Linked DNA regions of Sus scrofa: region 2 is linked to region 1. The links are chromatin contacts, called in public Hi-C maps. All regions are on one chromosome and are shown on one strand. The core of a region is the stretch at or near the end of the contact, and the rest is flanking DNA. Distances in the headings are between cores, read along the strand shown. Region 1 holds the start of NDUFA4 (NDUFA4, mitochondrial complex associated). Region 2 holds the start of TMEM106B (transmembrane protein 106B).

What was found. A called contact is a pair of places that touch in the nucleus more often than the background predicts.
Region 2: a contact with region 1 is called in a Hi-C map of liver, with 7 times the contacts expected there. The contact joins the promoter of TMEM106B here to the promoter of NDUFA4 in region 1. A contact is called at or near these places in 2 of 47 Hi-C or Micro-C datasets (heart right ventricle and liver).

Annotation. Positions count from the first base shown.
Region 1 is chr9:80,641,878-80,646,507 of Sscrofa11.1, forward strand. NDUFA4 (NDUFA4, mitochondrial complex associated) reads right to left here and starts at 2,132. Exons shown (of 4, transcript NM_001097468.2): 1 at 2,019-2,132; 2 at 841-929; 3 at 75-135. The coding sequence starts at 2,060.
Region 2 is chr9:81,835,261-81,839,890 of Sscrofa11.1, forward strand. TMEM106B (transmembrane protein 106B) reads left to right here and starts at 2,394. Exons shown (of 8, transcript XM_003130176.4): 1 at 2,394-2,611.

The DNA of each region.
Region 1 (4,630 bases), core at 882-3,381:
TACTTAAACCTGTTTCATGACAAAATTTATTAAAATACACTTTCTAGCAATTCTGAAGCAATTTTGTAGCTTACCTTGTATTGATCATTGGGACCCAGTTTATTCCAGGGTTCTGGGTTATTCTTCCTGTCCCAACTAAAATAAAACATTGTAACTGTTACAGTAAACACTTTGAAACAGATTTTTGTATTCAAGAAACTAGTATTTCAAATAGATCAATCTCATTCCTAGGTAAAGTATTGATGCTATTTTCAAAATGGAGTATAGAGTTGAAACAGAGATAGAATCCATAATAAGCAATCTCACATAATTAATTAGAAAAAGAACACAAAACCTCTTAGGGCAGTTGTTCTTGTTCCTACCTCTGTTACAAGAAACTTTATACTTGGCTTTTACTAATATTTTCTATCTCATCAATAAAGTGATATATAGAAAAGTGCACAGAATAACAATGACTCAAACTTTTCCATGTCTATATTGTTTTCCAACTTCAAAAAGAAGCATTACTTATTGCGGAAAAACATGCAAAAAACATTTAAATGTACCAGCTACCCCAACAAAGTATTTTTTTAAGTTATTATTGTCTCAATTTTCACAACACTACGAGATGGGTATGAGCAGCTCCACTCAAACCATGAGAAAATGAGACTCAAAGAAATCTAGATAATTTCACGAACCAAGAAAAGTAAAAGACACCAGTAGAAGTGGGACCTGAACTTACTGTATGACTACAAAATTCAGGTTCTTTCTACTACTTGATGGTGTCTCCCTAGAAAGACTGTGTGGTTCCTAAACCAGTTTGATGAACCATCAAAGTTCTAAATATTTTTAAGGACTTACCAGACATCTGGATTGAACAATGCCAGGCGTGTGACATACAGTGCTGCTCCAGTACCTCCAGCACCAATAAATACAAAGAGGGGGATCAACTAGAACGAAAAACAAAACAAGACAAAAATTAACAGCCATCTTCAACTACCTACATTCTAATAGAAACGTATAACTACGGTAGTTTCTACACATTGATTCCCAAGTCTCAAATTACTGGTTTTTGATCTTGTCTTAAAATCTAAATGAAGATGGACCTCATACTGAGGTTAAGATTTCTAATAACTACGTTCAAAGGAAAGAAATGGAATTTCCAAAGAATGTAAGAAGATTATGGTTTAATGTGGAAAAAATTATACTCAAATTTTAAATTTTTCAAGAAAATACGCTGTCTCCTTCACCACTCTAATATTGATATATCACTCCCATTAAATTTCTCAGTTTCTTTCACCTTAAGGTTTCAAAATCAACCTCCTGGCAAATTACTTAAGCTTGTTTCAATATAGATGTTATGAAAAACATAATTCTGTTAGAATCTGAATGACCAAACAGAAATACACCTATTACAAATGGAGATTTTACGCATAATATCTGAAAACATACTATCAATGCTTAATGCGTATTTAGGCAACTGGGTTTAAGATAAAGATTAAAGCTTGGGTAACTGAGTTCTAGAACCCCAGCACGTTAATATGCAAAATTAGAGATATAAAATAACTCAAATGGGATCAAATTCTGTGCTACTAAAATATTCAAAAATGTCCAGACATCAAGACAAACTGAGGATTCCAAGATCAGAGACCTTCACATGTGCCTCAAAGCTTGGTAGTCCAATGCAATGAATGTAAAACCCTTAACAGACAGCACAACAAATAGGGTACCTGACCTTTGCTAATCTCTAATCCACACAGCCCTCTTGATCAGACCAACCTGCAAAAGGACTCGGCCACCACTGTTTCAACATATCATCTTCCTGGACAGCATCCCTCACCTTCCGCCTGCCAGTCCCAACTCCACGATGCACAGCGTGGAAGGTCAGAGATCAAGGTCATGGGGCAACCAGGAGGTTAAGACTGGAGAAACAGTGAGTGGCTGCGAAAGAGGAAGATCCCTCCCAGGGGTCTGAAGCCGACCCAACCGGACACAGGATGGGCAACTGAAGACATTGGAAAAGGGTTATAGGAACTCACGCTAGGATGCTTCTTGGCCTGCGTGATGATCTGGCGAAGCATGGTAGCGACAGAGGCCTCGAGCCTAGAGGGCAAAGAAAATTAACCTGCAAGGTCGGGGACTAAGCAGGATCTGCGCAGATCAGGAGCGGACGTCCAAAGTCACCCAGGACCTCCTACCTGAAGGACCCCTGGCTTTGGAGGGTAGCTGCGGCAGGAGGGCCCGGATGCAGCTGTCCTAAACAGTGCCTGCTTTGATCCAGCGATGTAGCCTGGACAAACCAACTGTGTTCCTCTGCAAAGCGAAACATTCTCATTCCCATGCTATGATGAGTAATTTTTTGCGTCAAAACTAGAATCCTTCGATTGACTAGACAGGCAGTTTCTCAGGAGGCCCCTTGTTTAGGGCCGGGGCGGGCAGGAGAACGGACAGGCCTCGCGCTCCCGGAGCGGGGTCCTCTTACTAGGCGCCTGCGAGCCTGGTCCGCGCATGGCGTCACTGGGCGCGCGCGTGCCGGCCGCGCGTCACCCGCCCTGACCGCCGCAGAGGGAGCTGTGCGGTGGCTCTGGCTGCCGAGTGCCGCGCGCCTGGAGGTCAGGTCGCGTCTCTAGCTGCTAAGGTCAGCGACTGCGGTTTAAAAATACTGCAGCTGCTTTGTGTCCTTAACTGTCGTTTACGGGCAGAAGTTAGAAACTGTTAAATGATTTAAAGATGGCAATAGTCCTGTCAGTTTGACTCTAAACCTTCAGTTTCCATTCCTTGCTTGAGTGTTCAACACCACGAAGACCTTTGCGACCTTGCTACTTTCCCCTCTCCCTGGGCCCGAAATTGCATTCTCAAAATATTTTTTATTGGTCGTGTGGTTACACACAATCTTTACTAGTACCCCAATACAATTTTCCCTTATTTCTTTTTTGGGTTTGTTATTTGTTTGTTGCGGGGGGAGGGGGTTGTTTTGTTGTTGTTAAACCTCGAAAGCCTTCCCTGGAGCAGGCTTTAGGGGACGCTGGGGACAACTTGAATACCTTCCAACCTCATAGGTAGTTTAGAGCATTAACCAAATGATCAGAAGTAATTGGGCCTAGAAAGAAGAAAGTCTCCTCTGAGAAGGCAATGTTGGATCTGAAGGAGGAGTAGACAGTAATCCAGTGAAAACATGCAAGTGTATACAACAGAGGTAATAGATGTAAAGGTCTGAAAGTAAGGAGACGATTTGAGAAACTGAGGACAGCCTGCTATGGCTGGAACTTGAAGAGTGAGAATAGGTGAGGGATCAGGTTTGTAGGAGGGACTGGTTAAGGGGCCATTGCAATAGTCTATGTGAGAGATAATGATAGCTTAGACTCCTATAGGAAATGTTATGATGAAGATAAGACTCAAGAGATATTTAGGGGATAGAATCAATAAGACCTGGTAATTAGATTTAGCGAAGTGAAGTGAGAGTGAAATCCAAGATAATTCCAGAAGTTCAATTTTTTGACCAGTATGGATGTTGATGCCAATTATTGAGATAAAACAATGGAGAATTATGGGTATGTGTTTATGTAAAATTCAAGTGGACTTCTGTGAGGCAGAAGGGAGATCTGCTAAATACATTTAGGACTCAGTTTTTTCTAAGAAATGAGCCATATAGCTAAATGAGATGCTTAAGGAGAAAAGGTAGAATGACAAGAGAGACAAAGGACATGGAACTGAGGAATGCCAATATGTAATGCTTAGGAGAGGAGATACGGCTGGTGAGGTAGGGGAAAAAAGATCATGATTATTAAGTGACTTGTCATGAAGCTTAGCAAAACGTGTCTTTTTCATTTGTTCAGTAAATCTTTATTAAGTCCCTACTGTGCATTGGGCACTGTTCTAACTAGGGAGATAGCAGTAAATAAAAAATTGTTCCTCCTTAAAGGGATTTTACATGGTGATTGGGAAGACAAACCATAAACAAATAATTCAAATAATTAAGATAATTTTAGATAGTAATAAACCAATAAAATAGAACAATGAGAGAGAAAAGGACATGGGGTAGTGGAGGAATTAAATTTACTTTAGTGAGGGTAGACATGGAAGCTCCCTCTGAGGAGGTAGTATCTGAGCTGAAACCTAAATGAAAAAGGGTAACCTAGTAAAGATCTGGCAGAAGAACATTGCAGTGGTCAAGGGAAATAGTTTTGAGAATTAAAAAAATATATGTATAAGGGAGTTCCCGTCATGGCTCAGTGGAAACGAATCTGACTGGTATCCATAATGATGCAGGTTCCATCCCTGGCCTTACTAAGTGGGTTAAGGATCCAGCATTGTTGTGAGCTGTGGCGTAGTTTGCAGACTCAGCTCGGATCTGGTGTTGCTGTGGCTGTGGCTTAGGCCAGCGGCTACAGCTCTGATTTGACCCCTAGCCTGGGAACCTCCATTTGCCTCAGGTGCAGCCCTCCGTATGCCTCAGGTGTGGCCCTCCCTAAAATGCTCAAGGGAGGCCAGTGTGGCTGACCCCTAAAAAAATGAGATCAGCGAGGCTGTAAAGGTCTCTCTGACATTGATCTTATAGACTATGATAAGGAGTGTGGTTATGTTTTTTAAAAAAAATCAGCACAAAAATTATAGAAAATACTTAGAAGTGAACACAGAAGCCTAACAGCAG
Region 2 (4,630 bases), core at 1,144-3,643, 1.2 Mb after region 1:
TACCATTACAGTTAAAGAGAAAACCAGAATGTGAGGCAAAGCTAAGTTCTCAAGAGAAAATTAAACATAGAAAAATTCCTTAGCTCCAGTATCATTGGTGAGTACAACCAGAAATCACTACAGAAGAATTATCACCTATTCAGAGTTCTCCTGGACTTTTAAAGGATATGGCCTTCATATCTGTTATCACAGAGACTGAAATGGAACTCAGGAAATCATTGTTAACCAAACAATTGCAAGCTTTGCCAGTAATTTTCCTTTCAAAATGTCCTTTAGTGATGAAAATCAGAGTACAGGAGCAAATGCACCAAGTATTCAACACCTATTTTTAAAAATATTCATTGTTATTTGGGCAATAAATTTTTCATAATAACATTTAAATTTACTACATAACTTAGGGTGCCAACTCCTGGGTAAGACCCATTGAGACTGGCATTATTACTATCCCCATTTTACAGATAATAAGTTAGGTATAAAGAAGGTTAAGTATCTTATACAAACTCTGTATATCCCAATCAGGCTGGGCTCATCCTCAGGTAATGTGGCTGTAAAGGCTATATTTCTAACCATGCCACTAAACTGCTTATTACAGCGATCTTCTTTTAAAAAGACTCACTCCTATGTGAAATCCAGTTATTTGGATAAGGACATGCTGTGCAGCCAGAATTTTTAAAGTTAAGTGATAAAGATAGTTGAGAGAATAATGAGTAAGTATTCCCATGAGAATTAAAAAAAGAAAAAACTTTTATCCAAAAAGTTAAACTTGCTAATTCAAAAATGCATGTAGTAGACCAAATGAAAATAGCCTCAGATTACAAATGACTATATTTTGCATGGTTTCTTCCATTTATATCTATATGTTCTAAATGTGAATATATTTTCCAGCCTTTATAATACTTCATATACTAGCTACTGCATACTGCTTTTACTTAGTGATATACTATTATCACTTCTTATGTAACATAACATGGGCTTTACCAGATCTCATTGCATGGCTATTCTATATTAAGTTATCCTGTAGAGTCATACAGGTGGACTGTCAGAATAGATACATAAGTTGCTCTTCTTTCTTCTCTCGCATGTTCTGATTTGTTTTAGCTATACTATTTATTTTGAAATTTCAAAAAATGTTAGTGGAAAATAACCATTCCTCTACCCACTTTTAGGAGAAAATTTGATGGGATAAATGATTTACTCAATGGCCCACAGGAAGACAAGGGCTAAAAAGGGTGGAGAATGATTTAATCAACATGGCATTGTTGGATATTTAAATGAAAACATTTTGTACAAAAATCATATTAGTTCTCATTAGGGTCAGGATAAATTCCAAAGGATGTGAATGCAGGATGTGAAAATTTAAATTTTTAATACTCTTGCTACATAATGCCTAACTGCTTGCTAGTAATTTTATGAGCTTATATCTTCACCAATATAGTGTGAGAAAGCTCATTATCTTACACATATATATATAATTTTGGTATTAAAATTATATATTTGTTATTTTTCCATCCCTGGCCTGGCCTGGGAACTTCCACATGCTGCTGGGCGGGGGGGCGCGGGGGGGGGGATTCATATTGCTTTGATTTCTTACTTTTTTTTACATATCTTCATATTCTCTTGGTCAAACAAATCTATCCTGTCAGAACATAGAAATAAATTACTATGACTTTCTTCCTGGGTTACTATATATACATGCTGTTACCCTGATTATAACAATGACTTTCATTCACTAAACATTAAACAGTGCAGGCAATGAGTAGCCTGAGCTTGACAGTCATTTCCATTATCTCATTTAACCCTCAAAACAACTCTGTATTGTTATTCTCATTTTCTTAACGCTTTGAGGTGTTAAGGAGAGTAGACCCAAGTCACAGAGATGAGCTGAAACACAGTATTTGAGCAGACTCACACCCTTGTAATTAAGCACTTAGGGGGCGGGGGAGGGCGCACCTTGCGCAAAAACAAAAACAACCAGAACAAAACCAAAGCCGGTTCCCGCCCACTCACTGTTTTCTTCTAATAATCACGAGATTCTAAATTAAAACAGATGTGACTTTTTGGCTGCCAGACATGGCTATCGACCAGTTTATCTCACTCCTAGCGTCTCTAGTGTCAGGGGTCACTTGAAGAGGCAAACAGGTTTGAGGCAAACAGTACACGTCTTTCCCCTTCGCAAAGGGAAACAGCCTGACAGAGTCACAGAAAACGGAGGGGGTACCACCATTTTTAAATCTTCAGAGCTCGAGCGGCCAAATTTTACCTCTAAGTCTTAGGAGACCAAGGTAACGAAACAGGTAGACCGATCGAGCACAGCACCAGGCCTTCAGCGCTGTAGAAAGGCGGAGAATGGACGCAAACGTGACGCACGCTTCCGGGCTACACCCCCCTGCTCCGGGAGCGCTCTGCGCAGGCGCGGGAGCAGGTCGCAGCAGCGCTGGGCCTCGGCTTAAGCTGTTGTTGTGCCGCCCCTCCCCCACCCCTACCCTGCGGCGGCCCAGCGCTGCAGGCCGCTGACTCCAGCCCCAGCACCCGGGACTGCGGACTTCGTGACCCTTTCCTCGGGCCTGTCCGCGCCGGAGCAGCTCGGGACTGCGCAGCACTCCGCGTGCCGGTGAGCGACCCAGGACGCGCAGCCCCCAAGTCCCCTTCTGGAACAGGGCCGAGCGGGCGCCCTGGGAAGAGCCGAGCCCTACGAGGAGATGGAGGAGGGGAGGCTGCCAGGGAGCTGGGCCCGCCCGGCGACCAGGGAGGCGCTTTGGGCTGGGCAGTGGAGGTGTGTCACCTTCTCTCACCCGGGCCCAGCCTCCTGCCAAGGGGCTCCAGGCTTCGGCCCAAGCCTGGCACACAGGGTAGTTTCCGGGTCTCCGTACGTTGAGCGCCCAGGTGGCCCCGGGTTTTCTCTCCTTGAGTTTTCTTTACTCGCTGCCGGTGTTTCAACTTTAACCTTTCCTAGAGTAGGCAGGCTGCGTCCTGAGTTTTGTTTATGTAGTTTTTAAAAGGCGCCGACTTCTCTCGCTCAGATCATGACCCATTTAAATTGGATGGAGTCCTATACAGGTTTTTTTCCCCTCTCCGTAAGGAGTCTGAGATCCGTGTTGATTTTGAGTAAATTAAAGGATTTTGATAAAAACATCGAACACAGGGAAGAGGAACGGTCCCAGCACCTCTTTATAAACTAAAGGAATCTCCAGAAATAAAAGTGGTTGAAGTGCTCTGAGGAAAATCCGGTGGAGAGGACAAGGATGCCCCAGTACCTCACAGTCTGCAACTTGTCCTTTAGCCTTGATGATGCAAACACCAGTCAGAGGCTGACTCTATCAAGGCAACTGTTACATAAGAGTGGAAAAGAGGCCCAGACTGAGAGCCACTTGGTTTTGCCTTCTGTGTCTTTTCCCCTTAAGACATTCCAGTGGGAGGCACCTTATACCTCTGTTGTGTTAACTGAGATCCCAGAAAGGGTGCCTCTGAGGCCCTGGCTGCTAAGGCCCGATCCCAACTCATCTAATATTCCATACAGGCTCCAAGGTCAAAGTGTGTGGAGACGGTGATGTTAATTTGCCCGTGAGCCACCTGTGATTGGCAAGTATTGGTTTGGCCTGGATTTCATTTCTTTGAGCCAAATCAAGAGAAAATAGTGCATTTTTAGAAGTTATAAATCGTTTATGTTTTTGAACATAATAATCAGTGTACATAGATTTTTTTAATGGTGAAAATAGGCATCTTTATTCATCATTCTGAAATTTTGTTTAGTTTTTTATCTTGCTATTGACACAATGTTTGAGTAACTCCAGCACACGGATGGGGTTTTTTGTTTTGTTTTGTTTTTGGCTGCAGCTGTGGCTTGTGGAAGTTCCAGGATCAGGGTTCGAACCCAAGCCTCTGCAGTGACAACACCAGATCCTTAACCTCTCCCCGAATGCCATTTTTAAAAAGCAAACTTTTCTTTGCAGCATAAGATAAATTGAATTATTTTGAATGCCAGTTTTCCTTATTAAAATCAATGAGAACTTTTAAAAGAAATATCTTTTTATGTGAATGACTTTAATAATCTGTTTTTAGAAACTGATAAAAGTATATGTTCAAATTAAGAAAAAGAAGGAATGGATTATTTTTAAATTCAGCTTTCTCCCTTTGTTACTTTGCTCTAAGAATATCAATAGATAGAATGTATGACTTTTTAAGTTCGTTTTATCCTTAAAATTGTATGACCTTAACTGCAATGTTATTATATTACCTACCCGCTGAGGTTATTTTGATATAGGTACTAGCACTAATTACTTATTTTTATTTGGCTTTAAATTGATATTTAATTTCCCCATGTATTTTTGATGAATTATAGTCAATATTTTGGAATATTAATTTCATAATTTTAACTTCACTAACTATTGAAAGAAAAACATGAACGTTTTGTTTTTCGAGTTTGTGTGCAAGTATTTAAATGTTTAAAGCAAGAAATGTGAAGATGAGAAAGTTTGTGGATTTTATTTATCACATGGGGGTATGAAAACTACTACTTTGATATTACCTGGTGATAACTAACTGCAGTCTACCCAAAGCAACTTTTGCCTTCATTTAGAAACACAGAATGTGTTTTTGTTTTATTCTGAGTGAAGTCCATGTATTTCTAGTC